Linked DNA regions of Macaca mulatta: region 2 is linked to region 1. The links are chromatin contacts, called in public Hi-C maps. All regions are on one chromosome and are shown on one strand. The core of a region is the stretch at or near the end of the contact, and the rest is flanking DNA. Distances in the headings are between cores, read along the strand shown. Region 1 overlaps HIF1AN (hypoxia inducible factor 1 subunit alpha inhibitor). Region 2 has its middle 38 kb from the start of SLF2.

What was found. Hi-C and Micro-C count contacts between places; a contact is called where the count stands out from the background.
Region 2: a contact with region 1 is called in a Hi-C map of fetal cortex germinal zone, with 7 times the contacts expected there. The contact joins two enhancer-like sites. A contact is called at or near these places in 6 of 14 Hi-C or Micro-C datasets (cortical neurons, fetal cortex germinal zone, fetal cortical plate and 3 more).

The regions. Positions count from the first base shown.
Region 1 is chr9:112,615,035-112,622,163 of T2T-MMU8v2.0, forward strand. All of the region lies in intron 7 of HIF1AN (hypoxia inducible factor 1 subunit alpha inhibitor), which reads left to right. It overlaps LOC144331288 (a long non-coding RNA gene), which reads right to left and starts at 34. Exons shown (of 2, transcript XR_013398326.1): 1 at 1-34. Within about 2 kb of position 4,292, at least 12 of the 40 cell types and tissues checked have an H3K27ac peak or open chromatin away from gene starts, as enhancers often do.
Region 2 is chr9:112,934,496-112,940,979 of T2T-MMU8v2.0, forward strand. No RefSeq gene overlaps it. Among named protein-coding and RNA genes, the nearest start is that of SLF2, 38 kb to the right of the region's middle. Within about 2 kb of position 4,801, at least 4 of the 40 cell types and tissues checked have an H3K27ac peak or open chromatin away from gene starts, as enhancers often do.

The DNA of each region.
Region 1 (7,129 bases), core at 3,042-5,541:
TGCCCAATAAATGTTAGTTTCTTTTCCTCCATTTCTTAGGAAGCATCGTTTACCCAGCATAAACAGGAGGACTCAACTGTGCATGTCTTAGTGTGAACAAGTAGCATCAGATTTCCCTTTTCTGAGGAGAGATCAGTTCTCTAAGAGGGAGCATGAGTGTGAATGGGGAATAATCATGGAGAAGGGAGCAGGACTCCACAGTATTGGAGACGGAGTAGGGACCTCTAGGAATTGTTGGCATGGGGGTGCAGTGCAGAAAGGGTGATGCTAAGAGGTGAAAGTCTCAAGAAAGAAGATGGGTGTTCTAGAGGGGAAAACTGAACGACGAGAGGCAATGAGGAGCAGAGGACAAGACTCTCAACTAAGGGTGAGGAGACCAGTGTTCTGTCAGGAGAACCTTAGGAATTGTGACCAGAAGTCAAAGTTGTTAGAGCAATACTGCATTCAACCAGGTTTCATTTTAAAAACTTAAGAGTTGCTGGGCACAGCGGTGCACACCTGTAATCCCAACTCTTTGGGAGGCTGAGGCAGGAGGATAGCTTGAGGCCAGGAGTTTGAGATCAGCCTAGGCAGCATAGTGACACCCCATCTCTTGAAAAAACAAAAACTCTAAGAGCGGTGGTTCACCTAGAAATAAAAAGCAGAAATCATCAAGATGAGAAAACATTTTGTGTTTCGAGAGCCAAGGAAATTTGCCACTGAGACAAGGTATCTGACAGCCTAGATGGGATTCTAGACCTCTGTGAGAAAGTGCAGTTAGGCCCTGAATAGCGTCAAACTCAGGGATATGAGCTGGCTGACTGCCTTTTTATGTAATGGAGGCCGTGTGATAGGGCTTTATGAGGCCACAAATAGCGCTTTCTGGGTCCTTTCACAGTCTAGTCAGTGGCCCAACCAACATTTCTGGTAGTTCTGCAATCTCAGTCATCTGAGAAGATAACCTCCAAAATACGTGCAGTGGCATCAGTTGTTTCCTTGGTAGGTGTGCATCTTTTAATGATGGAGGACTTAGGATGAAGAACAGGTGTGTAAAAACATCAAACCCCCACATCATTACTATTTGCTATAAGGGCCTATGCAGTTTGTATTTTAAGTCCTTGACATATGGAAGAGCATTTGTGAGAGTAACACATTTGCTTTGTAATGCCAACTAAAAAGTGTATTTATACTCAAATTTTAAGTGGAAATTTTGCCAAGTTTCTTTTTTTTTTTTTTTTTTTTTAACAAAATTTTTTTAGAGCCAGGGTCTTGCCCTGTCGCCCAGGCTGGAGTACAGTGGTGCAGTCATTACCAAATCTCTCTGTAACTTTAGAGCCTTTAGAACGACTTAAGATTTCCTGTATTTATCAACTTAATTTATTGGAGATATAAGTACTTGATCAGGTTTTGTCTTGGTCAGATAAATTAAGTACTTAAGGAAATCAAATACATTAATCATATAAATGCCATTTAAGTGTTTTAAGGAGTTTAGTAGTAAGTTGGATCAAACATTAAACTTTTTGTTTTATAAGTACAATAATAAGATTTGTTAGCAGAACTTAAAAACTTAGAAAAGAGAGAGGATTTTGGATTTGTAACTTTGAAGAGGTGAATAGTTTGTTCTTTTTTGAGACAGGGCCTTGCTTTTTCACGCAGGCTAGAGTGCAGTGGCACAAACATGGTTCACTGCAGCCTCAACCTCCTGGACTCAAGTGATCCTCCTGCCTCAGCCTCCCAAAGATCACAGGCACATGCCACCATACCTGGCTAATTGTTTATTTTTTGTAGAAACGGGCCTCACTTTATTGCCCAGGCTGATCTTGAACACCTGGTCTTAAGCAGTCCTGCCTCGGCCTCCCAAAATTCTGGGATTACAGGCATGAGCCACTGTGCCTGGCCTTGAATATTTTTTTTAACCAAAGTAATTTATGAATATAAATTGTTTCTATATAACCCAAAAGTCACTCTCATTGATATTAAGAAACTTAGAGAGTGGGTTCTAAATGTAATATTACCACATACCCAAGTCACTTAGCCTCTACAAGTACCAGGTAACTAGCAGCCGTTAAAAGATGGCCACCACTAGTCCAGTTAGGGCCACAGACATGGTTTTGTTTGCCAATACAAGTTTTCGAAAGTTTTAAAAAATTGACAGCATCAAAGATCAGAAACATGCACCTAAAAAGATTTCTCGCTTCCCTGGAAAATCAGATCTGGCAGTAATGAAATTGCCTTTCCCATAGGACAACAATTGGCTGGAGCTGAAGAGCAACTGCCCCCTTTGCTGTGTTCCTTTCAGTTTGTCAATCTCCACTCTTCACTGTTGTACCCTACATCTCACTCACATGACCTGTCTGGCCCACATAGACATTTGAGTGTATGACCCTGAACTTGAGGCACTCTGGAGTTGCTAACAACTGATGCTGGGTAGCCTAGAATAAGGGCTCAGGAAAAGCCCTGCCTCTCTCTGCATATCGTTTCCCCCTCCAGCCAGGCTGTCTTCCCACCTGATCTGGCTCCAGGACTGATTCCAACCCCTATAGCAAATGTGTAAGAAGTTCCCAGGCTCAGGTTTCTCAGTGTTCACTGCTCTTGTCTGTGACCAGGCACTTTGCCTAGGCTCTGACCTCATGTCTCAGTCCTTGTGAACATTCCGGTCACCTGCTTAGTTTGACCGCAGCCTGACTTTGATCTGTGAGGGGTCCTGGGCTCTCTGCTTTATGCAGCCCCCATATCTGATCTTTGCGATGTGGTTGTGAATCTTCTGCTTCCATCTCCACCATCACTGCCCACTGCTTGGGCAGTGTGGTTGCTTAGCTGAGAGATTGGCAGCCCAGATTGCTAAAGGTTTAGGAGACACAGAAGGTGAGTTTGGAATTATTTGGATTTTCAAGAAAAGGACAGAGGCAGAAGCCAACCACAGTTTAAGGAGGCAGCTAGTAGAGCGCTTTTTAGGCAATGGAGGCCACTGCACATTTATAGGCAGCGGGTGGCAGGAGAGAGAATTTAAGAGAATGAAGTCTCAGAGGAGGCATAGGATCATGGGATATGAAATAGCAAAGGCACAGCCAAGGTGATGCTGAAGCTCAGAAATACTAAGTCATACAGGAGGGGGCACCATTGGAAATCTGATCCCCTAAAGTTACGAGTAAACAAGTGGTGGTGGGGTGTGGAGGGTAGAAAGAAGGCCTAAGCTTGATATGGGGGCCACAACCTGGGCAAGGGAAATTTCCAGCAAAGCCTCTCATGTTATCTGTAGTGGCAGAAGCATCTGAACCAAATGGCTAGGAAGCTTGGTGAAGAGCCAGACCCAGTGATCCATGTCAGCCTAGACTAGAGGGAAGTCTCCAGCAGTATGCCTTAGGACTCAGTCTGGGCCTGTGTCCTGTCTGACATTTTTATTGACAACTGACCGAAGCAGCAGGCTCATCAAGTTTGCAGGTGATAGAGCTAGGAGGGGCAGTTAATACTTTGCATGAAAGAATCAGGATTCAAAACGATTTCAACAGGCTGGAACACTGGGCTGGAACCAACAAGATTAAACTTAACAGGGATAAATGTAGAGTCCTGCACTTAGGTTAAAACAAAATCAATGACATAAGTACCGGGTGTGGGGGCTGGCCCAGCTTGACAGCAGTTCATGAAGAAAAGACCTGGGGGGTTTAGTTGACTGCAAGCTCAATATGAGTCAGCTGTGTGATGTGACTGCTAAAATCCTAACACAGTCATGAATTGCATTAACCAAACGGAGTAGCCAGATCAAGGGAGGTGTTACTGCACTGCTTTCTGAGATGGTCAGGGCACCTCTGGAGCACTGGGTCCAATTCTGAGGTCTTTTCCCCTGCTAAGGTCAGTGACAGATGAGAATATTTTTGACAGGAAGCCACCATGGCAGTGGGCCTGAGTACTGTCAGAAACTTGCCAGTAATTCTGTGGTGCTGAAATTTCTGGAATGAAGGACAGGAGTCTATAATCTGAACCCAGGCCAAGACTTTTATCTGGAGTATATTTCTAGGATTTAGGGGAAAATTTGGGGTCTTGCATTTCCTCACTTCCTATGGCTGCCCAGAGGCATTGGCCTGTGACTCTCATCCCTGGCCTTACTGAGGTCAGGGAATAATTAGCGATTAGTTAGAAGGGGTCTAGGGTATAGGTCAGCCTGAGGCGGCGGCTATAAAACGAGTCATTGAGGTGGGAGGGAACCTGGAAATTTGGACCTCTTGCACTAGTTCCCGCGCCCTCCCCTGGGATGTGCCGTCCCTGTTGCGGCCGCAGCGTGGCGCCCTTGCTCCACGCAGGGCTCCTGAGCCAATGGCGGGAGCGGAGTGCGCGGCGAGGCCGCAGTTGCGTTTCTCGCACTCCCCACTGCGGGGAGCCCGTGGGCCCCGCTCTGCAGGGGCGCTGCCGGCCCAGGTCTCCTGGGTGGCAAGAAGACGCCTGTGGTGTGGAAGAACCTCGCCCGTGGCCCAGGACGCGTAGAATCCAGATGTGGCTTCTGCTGGGACCACGTGTTCCGGCCTGAGTGACTTCGCACGTGGCCTCCTGTCTGCCCTGGCGCGGGGAGGGGGGCGGGGGGCGCTGCTCTTCTGACGTAAGGGTCTGTGGGGCCGCGGAAGAGCCTGGGGTCCCCGACCCTCCACCTACTGGCCGTGGGCTGTCCGCAGCTCAGCTCGGCTTTGTCTCGAGTTCCTTCGCTGTTCAAAGCGGAGTGGCGGCCACGCTCGGGGGTCCTGGGGCGAGTGGTTGGGGGTCGGACGGGGCCCTGGGTCTGGACCGCGGTGGGCTCGCCGGAGGGGCTGCAGGCAGGGCGGGTTTCGGGTTCCACCGCCAGAATAATTCGGCAGTTCTGGATGGGGCCCAGGAATTTGTATTTGTAACCAGTTTCCCAGGTGAGTCTGAGGTCCATGGCCCTCGGTTTAGATATGATGTCTCGTCCTCAGCGCCCGGAGCGGGGCTGCTGAGGACATGGGCTTGCTCTTATGGCAGCTCTGGCCTGGGTGGCTGGAGGAGGCGGCCGGGGCTGGAATTGGGGCGCACCCTGGAAGCTCCAGATGGGCGTTGGAGACCTGGGGCGGGATGAACCGAGGACCGTCCAGGTGTGTGGGTGCTGCTCAGGAGCGGGGAGGTGCGCGTGTGGGTGGATGGCCATATTGAGGGTGATGGATTGCTGCAGGGAGTGGACTCAGCCTACTGAGAGGACTGGGAGAGGGGAAAGAACTGGAGGGACGGCGGAGTCCATTAGCCTTTTCTTGCAGAGCTGGAGATGGAGGTTGGTTCTGTCCTGATGGGGGCAGGAGGACGGGTAATTGAGGCTGCCATACTCAGTGAAGCCCCATGGGGGCAGCCATGCTTTGTGGTTTGTGGTGAGGCACCGAGCCCCAGGATACTGACTATTCCCTTTTTTGGAGAAAGAGGGGAAGAGTATGCCCCTTAAGGGCTTCTAGGGGAACGTTTCTGCCTCCAGGGGGTTTAGGTGACGTGTGTGTGTGTGTGTGTGGGGGGGGGGGGTGTTTAGGTGACGTGTGTGTGTGTGTGTGTGTGTGTGTGTGTGTGTGTGTAGGTTAGCATATTGGAGATTTTCAAGGGAGTTCGTCTCCAGGACACTTCCCTCACCCCTACATCCACACAGAGTATCTTATGATCCTCCTGGTTTCTCTTGGGCCTCAACTCCCCAAAAGGGGGGCACGCTTGTCAGCAGCTCACGAACATGTGGATGTCTGCTAACTGAAGACACTCTGAAGGCCTTCCCAGGGGAACATTCTAGAAGGAACCCTCGAATTCCAAATCCTTGAATATTGGAGCTGGGAGAGAACTTACATGCTGTCTGATGCCGTCTTCCCCAGCTTGGTTTTGGGGAGTAGACACCTTAAGTGAAGGCCTAGCTTCGTAAGCCTCTGAGGATCCCAGCACCTGGTATGGAGACAGAGACTCATGCATTGCCTAGAGAAGGGAGAGAGACAGCAGAGTCAAGCGGTGGGTGGTGAGCTTTGATGGTGAACACCTGGGAGCTGAGAGGTGGTTAGGAGCCTACAAAAGAACGCCCCTTGAAGGAGGGAAGCTAGAGCTGCATCTTTAAATGGGGAAAATTTATCTTCCCCCCCCCCCAATTATGAATTTATGAAAATGAAGAAAAAATATATTGGGGCCGGGTGTGGTTTCTCACACCTGTAATCCCAGCACTTTGGGAAGCCAAGGCAGGCAGATCACTTGTGGCCTGGAGTTTGAAACCAGCCTGGCCAACATGATGAAACCCTGTCTGTACTAAAAATACAAAAATTAGCCAGGTGTGGTGATGCATACCTGTAATCCCAGCTACTTGGGAGGCTGAGGCACGAGAATTGCTTGAACCTGGGAGGTGGAGGTTGCAGTGAGCCGAGATTGCGCCACTGCACTCCAGCCTGGGCGACAGAGCAAGACTGTCTCCAAAATACATATATGTGGTTGAAACACTGACATGTTGGTCTACAGGGGAGCAAAGCTACAGAAGCCTGAATTTCCTGAGGTTTGGAGGGCAGTGAAGACATGAAGAGGACAGCTCTGACCATTGTTGGAGCACAGTGAACGCGTAGGGCAGAGGGGTCTGGCTGCAACAGGAAGTATCTGGCTACAACAGGTGGTATGAGGCTGGAACCCAGAGGAAAGAAACAGGGTTGGGCTCAGCTTCGTAGAGTTAGTGAGGATTGGGCAGATGAGAACACCCAAGGAGAAAAGGAGAGAAAAGAGGGTTTAGGGAGTAGGTGTGAACGTGCCCGAGAGGCATTTCCCAGGTAAGTAGGAGTGGAACTGAGGGCGGAGTTCAGTGAGAGGGAGGGAGGAAGAAGGACACAGGAGGGGTGGGAACCAGGGTCAGCTCTGAAGAGGAGTTTGAGTGCAGGAGACAGGAGTGAGGCCCTAGTGAAGGTCATCAGAGTTGGAGATGAAGAGGTCAGCAGAATGGTAGGGGTTAGAGGGTGAGTTGGTAGAGAGGAAATGGGGGCAGAGCAAGTGTAAACAGCTATAGGTTATCCTTTGAGAAGTACACAGAGGACTGGAGACAAGTTGGTATTTTGAAAAGAAAACTGCAGCAACGCTTTGTTAGCCGGGGGAGAGGAGCAAATCTGTAGACAAAGGACATAGGAGAAGGGGGCCACGGGAGAAGGGAAGATGGAAG
Region 2 (6,484 bases), core at 3,551-6,050, 320 kb after region 1:
TTAATTAGTTACTTTCAAAGGTTCCCTGTCCCCTTTCTCTCGGGTCCCCCTCCTAACCCCCGGCTGGGCCCAGCTTCGAGGGGGGCGGTCTTTTCTGCTTGGCAGAGCCGCCTGGTCACTCGGCTTAAATCCGCAGTCTTTGTTTCTGGCTGGACAATGGGCCCAGCACATCAGCCATGGAGGCCACGGAAGAAACAGGGCCTTCTCCTGTGCGGCCAGGAGCCGGCTGAGTGGGGTACATCCTGGCATCAGCCTGCAACCTGGGGTCCCCGACAGGGGGTTGGTACCATGAATGCTTCCTAGGCTGAAAGGAAGAGGATAGGAACACACACACACACACACACACACACACCTCAAGGCCTAGCTATAACAGAGGAAAAAGGAGAAATAAATCTCATGTCAGGGTCTCCTTCACATAGGAAGTTTCTAGGTCTCAGGGTCTGGCTCAAAGATGGGCGTGCTCTTCCTTTCTATACAGCAGAAAAAATGGTTTATGAGTCAGGCAAATCTGGGTCCCAATCTTCGCTCTACTACTCATGAGCAAATAATTAATCTCTCAAACTTCAATTTCCCTCATCTATAAAATGGGGAAAATAATGACTGCCTCTTGGGTTGTGAGGATTAAATAATCTAACTGGGTAAAAGGGTCTGGCACAGTGCCTGGCACACAGTAAGGGCTCAGTACCTGTTAGTTTCCTCCTTGTATGGTTCCTATGGCCAGAGCCTGACCCTACACCCTCTACTACTAAGGAGCAGGTGCGTGGGACCCTTTCAGCTTCAGGAGCGCCAGTGGCCGACATGGACTAAGCTCCTGCTGGGACACACACGCAGGAAAAGACTCAGAAAGCGCTGAGTGTGCACACATGAATGAGGAGGAAGGAGAATCCCAGATTGGGAGTGATGGGGTTGGGGGTGGGTATCAAACAGAAAGGGGTGACTGGGAACATGAGGAGACAGGGGAGATTGAGCCAGCTCTGGAGATCCTGGGGGGTGGTCTCTGGGGGAGGGATGGAGAGGCTGAGTTGCAGGAAGAGTTGGTGATTTGCTTGGGTCAGCAGATTAATGGCACTAACGAAGTTTCCGAGGGCATGGTGAGTTGGGGGGTCGGGGGCGTCCATGTGGAAAGGCACATGACTGGGGATTGATCAGGCTGAAGATGAAACAGAGAAAGCTTCCCGGGCAGCGGAGGTAGGAAACGCCAAAACCAATTACTCCCCAGCCCCTCTGGCCTCCAGATCCCTCCCCTAGAGAGGAGGGAAGGGGCTGTGACCTCTCTCTGTGGGTGAGGTCACACACATAGACAGACCACTCATGTGGGTAGGTGATGCCGCAGGTGCACAGGGGAAGGTCCACACATGGGAACGCATGTGCACAAGGGAAGGTCTACACGTGGGAACGTGGAGGCCCAGGGTGTGATGACATTGCAAATTCTGGTCTGTATGCCCTCATGGGTCATTTGACTCCTCACAGACATCCCCACATTCCACCTAAGTGTCCCTACTTGGTCACCACACTTGTCACCAGGAGGAGCAAGGATCCCATGGTGATGGCAGAAGTGGAGGGGGTGCTGAGAATCTTCTTCATTCAGTTTTGGCCTTGAGTCTCATCTCCACAAATTTGCTAGTTTGAGCCTCAGTTTCTGGTCAGAGCAACCCTGGATTACCATTTAGGTGGCTAATTCCTTTTGCAGATAACTGACAATGTATCAGCCTCTGGTTAATGGGAGTGTACCCCACTTCGTGAAAACCCATTCCTCTGGAAATAATCAATTACACACTAGTTCTTTTTAACAGCCCCTGATGTTTGTTGAATGAAAAAGTGTGGCAGATTGGGCAGCCCTCTCCAGCCTGAAGAATTCACAAAGGATATCAAAGTACCAGATCAAAGGGCAAGCAAACATCCCTTACAGGACCTAGAAAAGCCCTTGGTTAAAAATCAACAGTTAAGAGGTGATTGGATGTAAGATAAGGGCCCTTCAAACTCACAACACGAACCCACTAGATGTCTACACTTGGGGTCCTTAAGGGAGCTGGGGGTGGGGAAGGTGGAGAGCAGGGGGCCCAGTGAGGCCCGAATTTAGCTCTTCCACGCGGAGGGCCAGCTCCCTTCTAGGCAGTGTGTATGCTGTGCGGTGTTTGCACCTTCAGGTTCAGGACAGAATTTGTGTTTCATGCCAGATGTTGAGTGGTATTATTATAGTTATTAGTAATTATGTTTTATCATAAAACCACTTTTCCTTTAAATATGTGGGTAAAAAAATTCAGCTTTTCTTGGAGTTCTATCCAGTCTATTCCTCTTGGAGATGATTTCAAGTTTCATAATACAAGTCCATAGGCAAATGGGAGGCAAGCCCTGGACATTCACAAGAGCCCCTGCTGGAAACTTAACCATTTCAGGCAGAGAGAAGCTGCTACACAGCTGGGGTCCAGACGGTTGTCCTATGGGTGGGGGTTGCACTCCAAAGGTACTTCACAGTGTCAGTGACCCCTCCCCAGACCCCTTACCTGTCCCCTCCCCCAACCTTCAACCTCACCAATGCAGCTACTGGGGTTCCTGACCCAAGGATGCCTCCCCCTTCTCCATGCCCCCACCCCCATCCCACCCTGTGCCCCCGCCACAATGTCTACCAGGGAGACGGGCTCCTCTTGGGGCCTGCAAGCTTTTGTTAGGGTTATGTGAGCCGCTAGTGACAAGGGCCCTGAAACCCAACTCGACCAAACTCATAAAAGGGGTCACTGTCTCTTTAATTAAAGTTCCCTGTTTGGAGGTTAAAGACAAACCCGTTTGATGGTGCAGGTGTGTAGAGTGGGGGTGGGGGAGAAGGGTGGAAGCGGCTAGAGGGAAATGGAATTCTATCCTTAGAGGGGAGCAGGGTGGGGCCTCACCAGGGGCAGGCTGGCTGAGCAATGGATGTCTGATGGGGGTCCCTGAGGGTCCCCAGTGTGGCGAGGGTCACAAGGGGAGAAATCAGGCAGGAACCGGGAATCCCAAAGCCAGTGCGGCGAGCTCTGACTCCCCTGCGGGAATGCGCATGCTTCTGGCCCATGCACTACTACCTGCCCTCCATGATGCCCGACTGACCACTCCCCTTAACCATTCCTCCATCCCTCCCTTTTCCATACCAAAAGTTCTCCAATAAAAGAGGACCCAGGGCCTAATACCATCTCCCCACAGAAGCAACTTCATCACAGTTTAACATAAAAAGATCAGCTGGTATCGACCCGTAATTTGGACCCATGCCACGCTATTGGCAGGAAGACAGAATAAGTTAGGGTGGCCATGTTTCAAAAATTCTCTGTGTGCACTCAATCACAGCCCAGGGAAGGCGGGCGGGTGCGTAATAACCCAGCCGCGCTCTCCATTTCCCCTGTAGATCAATGCTAATACCAGGAGGCCCCAGAAGATGGATGGAACCGACAGGAACCTTGAAATCCCGACATGGGGGCTGGTGCCTCAACCGATAAAGGATTTCTTCACTGCTACTGAGGCAGGGACACTGAAACCTTAGGGGCTATGGGAAGACAGTCTGATTGGGGACAAAGAGATGGGGAGAGGGAGCAGCCTCTTCTTTATGCTCCCTGACACCCTTAGTCACTCATGCAGCCACTGACCGATGCTCGCTCCAGAGTCACTGACAGGCACGCCAACCGCTGGCACACACCACTGCTCACACTCTATCCAGCCAAAAGCACCAACGCCTCCCCAAAGACACCTTGACTCCCTGCAGCCCCTCAAATGGGTCCTAGTATACACGCATACACATGCACGTACACAAACTCAAACCTCAACACCACAATGAATCAAGGTATCTGACACAAGCACACTTACCTAACGAGATACAGACACATCCCACCATTGACATCACACCCTGTCCCAATGAAGCAAAAAGAGACGCGCATCTACACACATATGTACTTCTCTGTCTCTCCCTCCTTCCTTTCCATGCCTTCCTTCTTCCCATTTCCTTGTGATTCTGTTTGGAACCTTGCAGGCTGATGGTCAGTCAGGGAACTTTCCAGGACCCATTGGATGTAAATCACTAACACAAAAGTATACCAGCACACAGTCCTGGTCAACCAGACTCCCACATGGGTGCACACACATGCCGCAAAGTTGGAGACCTGGGTTCCAGGAATAGCTCAGCATGGACTTGCTGCGTGGCCTTGGACAAGCCATTTCCTCTCTCTCTTTGGGCCTCTGTTTCCTCATCTATAAAACAAGAGGTTGAACTGGGAGATTTCAAAGGGCCCTTTCAGGTCTGAATTTCTCTGCCTGTTGTGGCAGACACAAAGTCCTGCCGAGAGTTACACACAAACACAGGCAGCCCTGAGCACTCACACTTGGCTATGGTGGCCTGAAACCATACCCACAAGGACACAGAGGGGAACACAGGCACATGGGGCTCTTCCCAGCAAGGGTGCCTGCAATAGGGGCAGCCAGCTCCCACCCTTCCCAGAGCTGGAAGTCAAGGTGCCTCAGAACCCACTCTTCTGGGAGCAAAGATGTGGGGACAAAGGAGAGAGATGGAGCATTGTTGTGAGTTTGAGTGGGGGACAGAGAGGAACTTGCAGGCTGCTGTCTGATTTCCTTCCTTTGAGCTCAGCCCCAGGACTGGAGCCATTTCCACAGCCTCGAGCTGACATCTTGTGGCCATCTCCAAGGATTGCAGGCTTCACAAGGACACACTCAGTCCCCTGCAGAGAAGCATAGCCCTACCCAACCCACAAAGTCCTCCGCAGAACACTGCTTCCCATCCCCGATGCCCTGTCCCATGCCCAGCTGCCAGGAAAGGCACAGGGGCTGACTTGTTCCCCCAGCGGGGACAGGTAGAAGACAGGGGACTACCTTGGGAAAAGCTTCAAGGTAACTGGGTGACAAAAGGGACTGGAAAAAATGGATGCTTAAGGGAGCTGCAGCTTGTGGTGGAAATGTAGCCCTGCACTCCCACAGCCTCAGTCTAAGGTAAGGAAACATGACCCAGGCCCAGGGGGCTACAGTCTAGGGAGGCGACACAGCCTTTCCCCAGGGATCTCCAGGTGAAGGAAGAGACAGCCCCAGCCTCCTGGAAGCCCAGTCTGACGGGAGGCATTTGGCCCTCCTCACAGACAGCCTTAGCTTTAGGGGAAAAGGGGAAGGGGAGAGACATGGCTCTGCCCTAATGGAGCTTCTCATTTTGAGGAGGTAAAAACCTCAGCCCACAGCAGTGACCTCAGTCCTATCCGAGGAGCATGGAATTTGGGGGCTTGGAAGCCCCCAGCTATCTCAGCTTCCCGTGCCAAGCCCTAACCTGGTAGTCTGAAAGGAACATGATTTCCATGCCTGCATCAGCAGCCTGGGGCTGGGCAGAGGGTGGGAGTAGAAGTTTTGGGGATGTGGGCCATTCAGAGCCAGCCCCATTGATTCTGGAGAGACCTGCTGGGCAGGGGTGGGGGATGCATGGTGGGGCAGGACCACACTTTGCAGATCCTCCCAGAGGAAGCCATGATGGAAGTCCCTGGACATCCCTGGGCCAATTCCTCCTACTAGCCAGAGCCTCCTGCCACCTCTGGAGCCAGGTCTCAGGACCCTGGAGATGACAGGTCACACACAAGGCAGAGGCCAGGGGTTTCTAATCTGGAACCAGGGAACCCTGGAGGTGCTGGGATGATGAGTTTGTTATAAATTAGAGACTCGTTAAGAGAAGGTGAGAAGGGCTCAGTAACAGCTTTCGGGGTCCATCTTTTCGATTTCTTGTTCGGTTTGTTTATTGCGATTGTTCCTGTCTCATAAGCTTATTGCAAAACCAATAAAAATGATCTATTCAGAGAGGGAAGCTGCTCTTTTGACTGGAAGCTGCCTCTTGGTCCTGGACCCCACCCCTCCCCCTCCTGGTGGCTGCAGCCTAGCCTGGTTGACCAGCTGTCTCCTGCCGCGGGGTCAGCAGAGGGTGCCAGATTCCTGCTCACCAGAAACTGTGTCCACCTGCCATGTAGCCACCCTGGGCTGGCCTCGGGCCTCCAACCTGGTCCCATCACCCCGATGACCGCTGTACCCCAGCCGTCCAGCTCACCTCTGATAGACACACCAGGGCTGTTATGGGGAAACAGGAGGCCAGGGTAGGATCCAAGGACAGTCACTGGAGTCTGAAGTTTCAGGCATGATTTCGGCTCAGTTCCCCTCTGTGCCTCAGTGAGTCTTTGCCTTTAGCATGGGCTTCCCTGCTGTGAGGTAGCCCTAAGGGCTAATGATTGAACAAAGAAGCCTCCAAGGTTCTCAAGAATCAGAAGTCCTGGTTTTGACCTTGATGGCAGAACAGAGGCCCCCGGCCCCTTGCACATCCAGAACTAGTTAGAGTTGGGGGTCAGGGGCTCAGGAATCCCTATCCCGAATGAGCTGGCTCTCACCCCATCCCTGTTCAGCAAATAGCATTAGTTCTGTTTAGTAACCGTAATATTCCTGAGACACTGCAGATTTCTCTGGGCTACTGACTTGGTTTTGGAGTCTT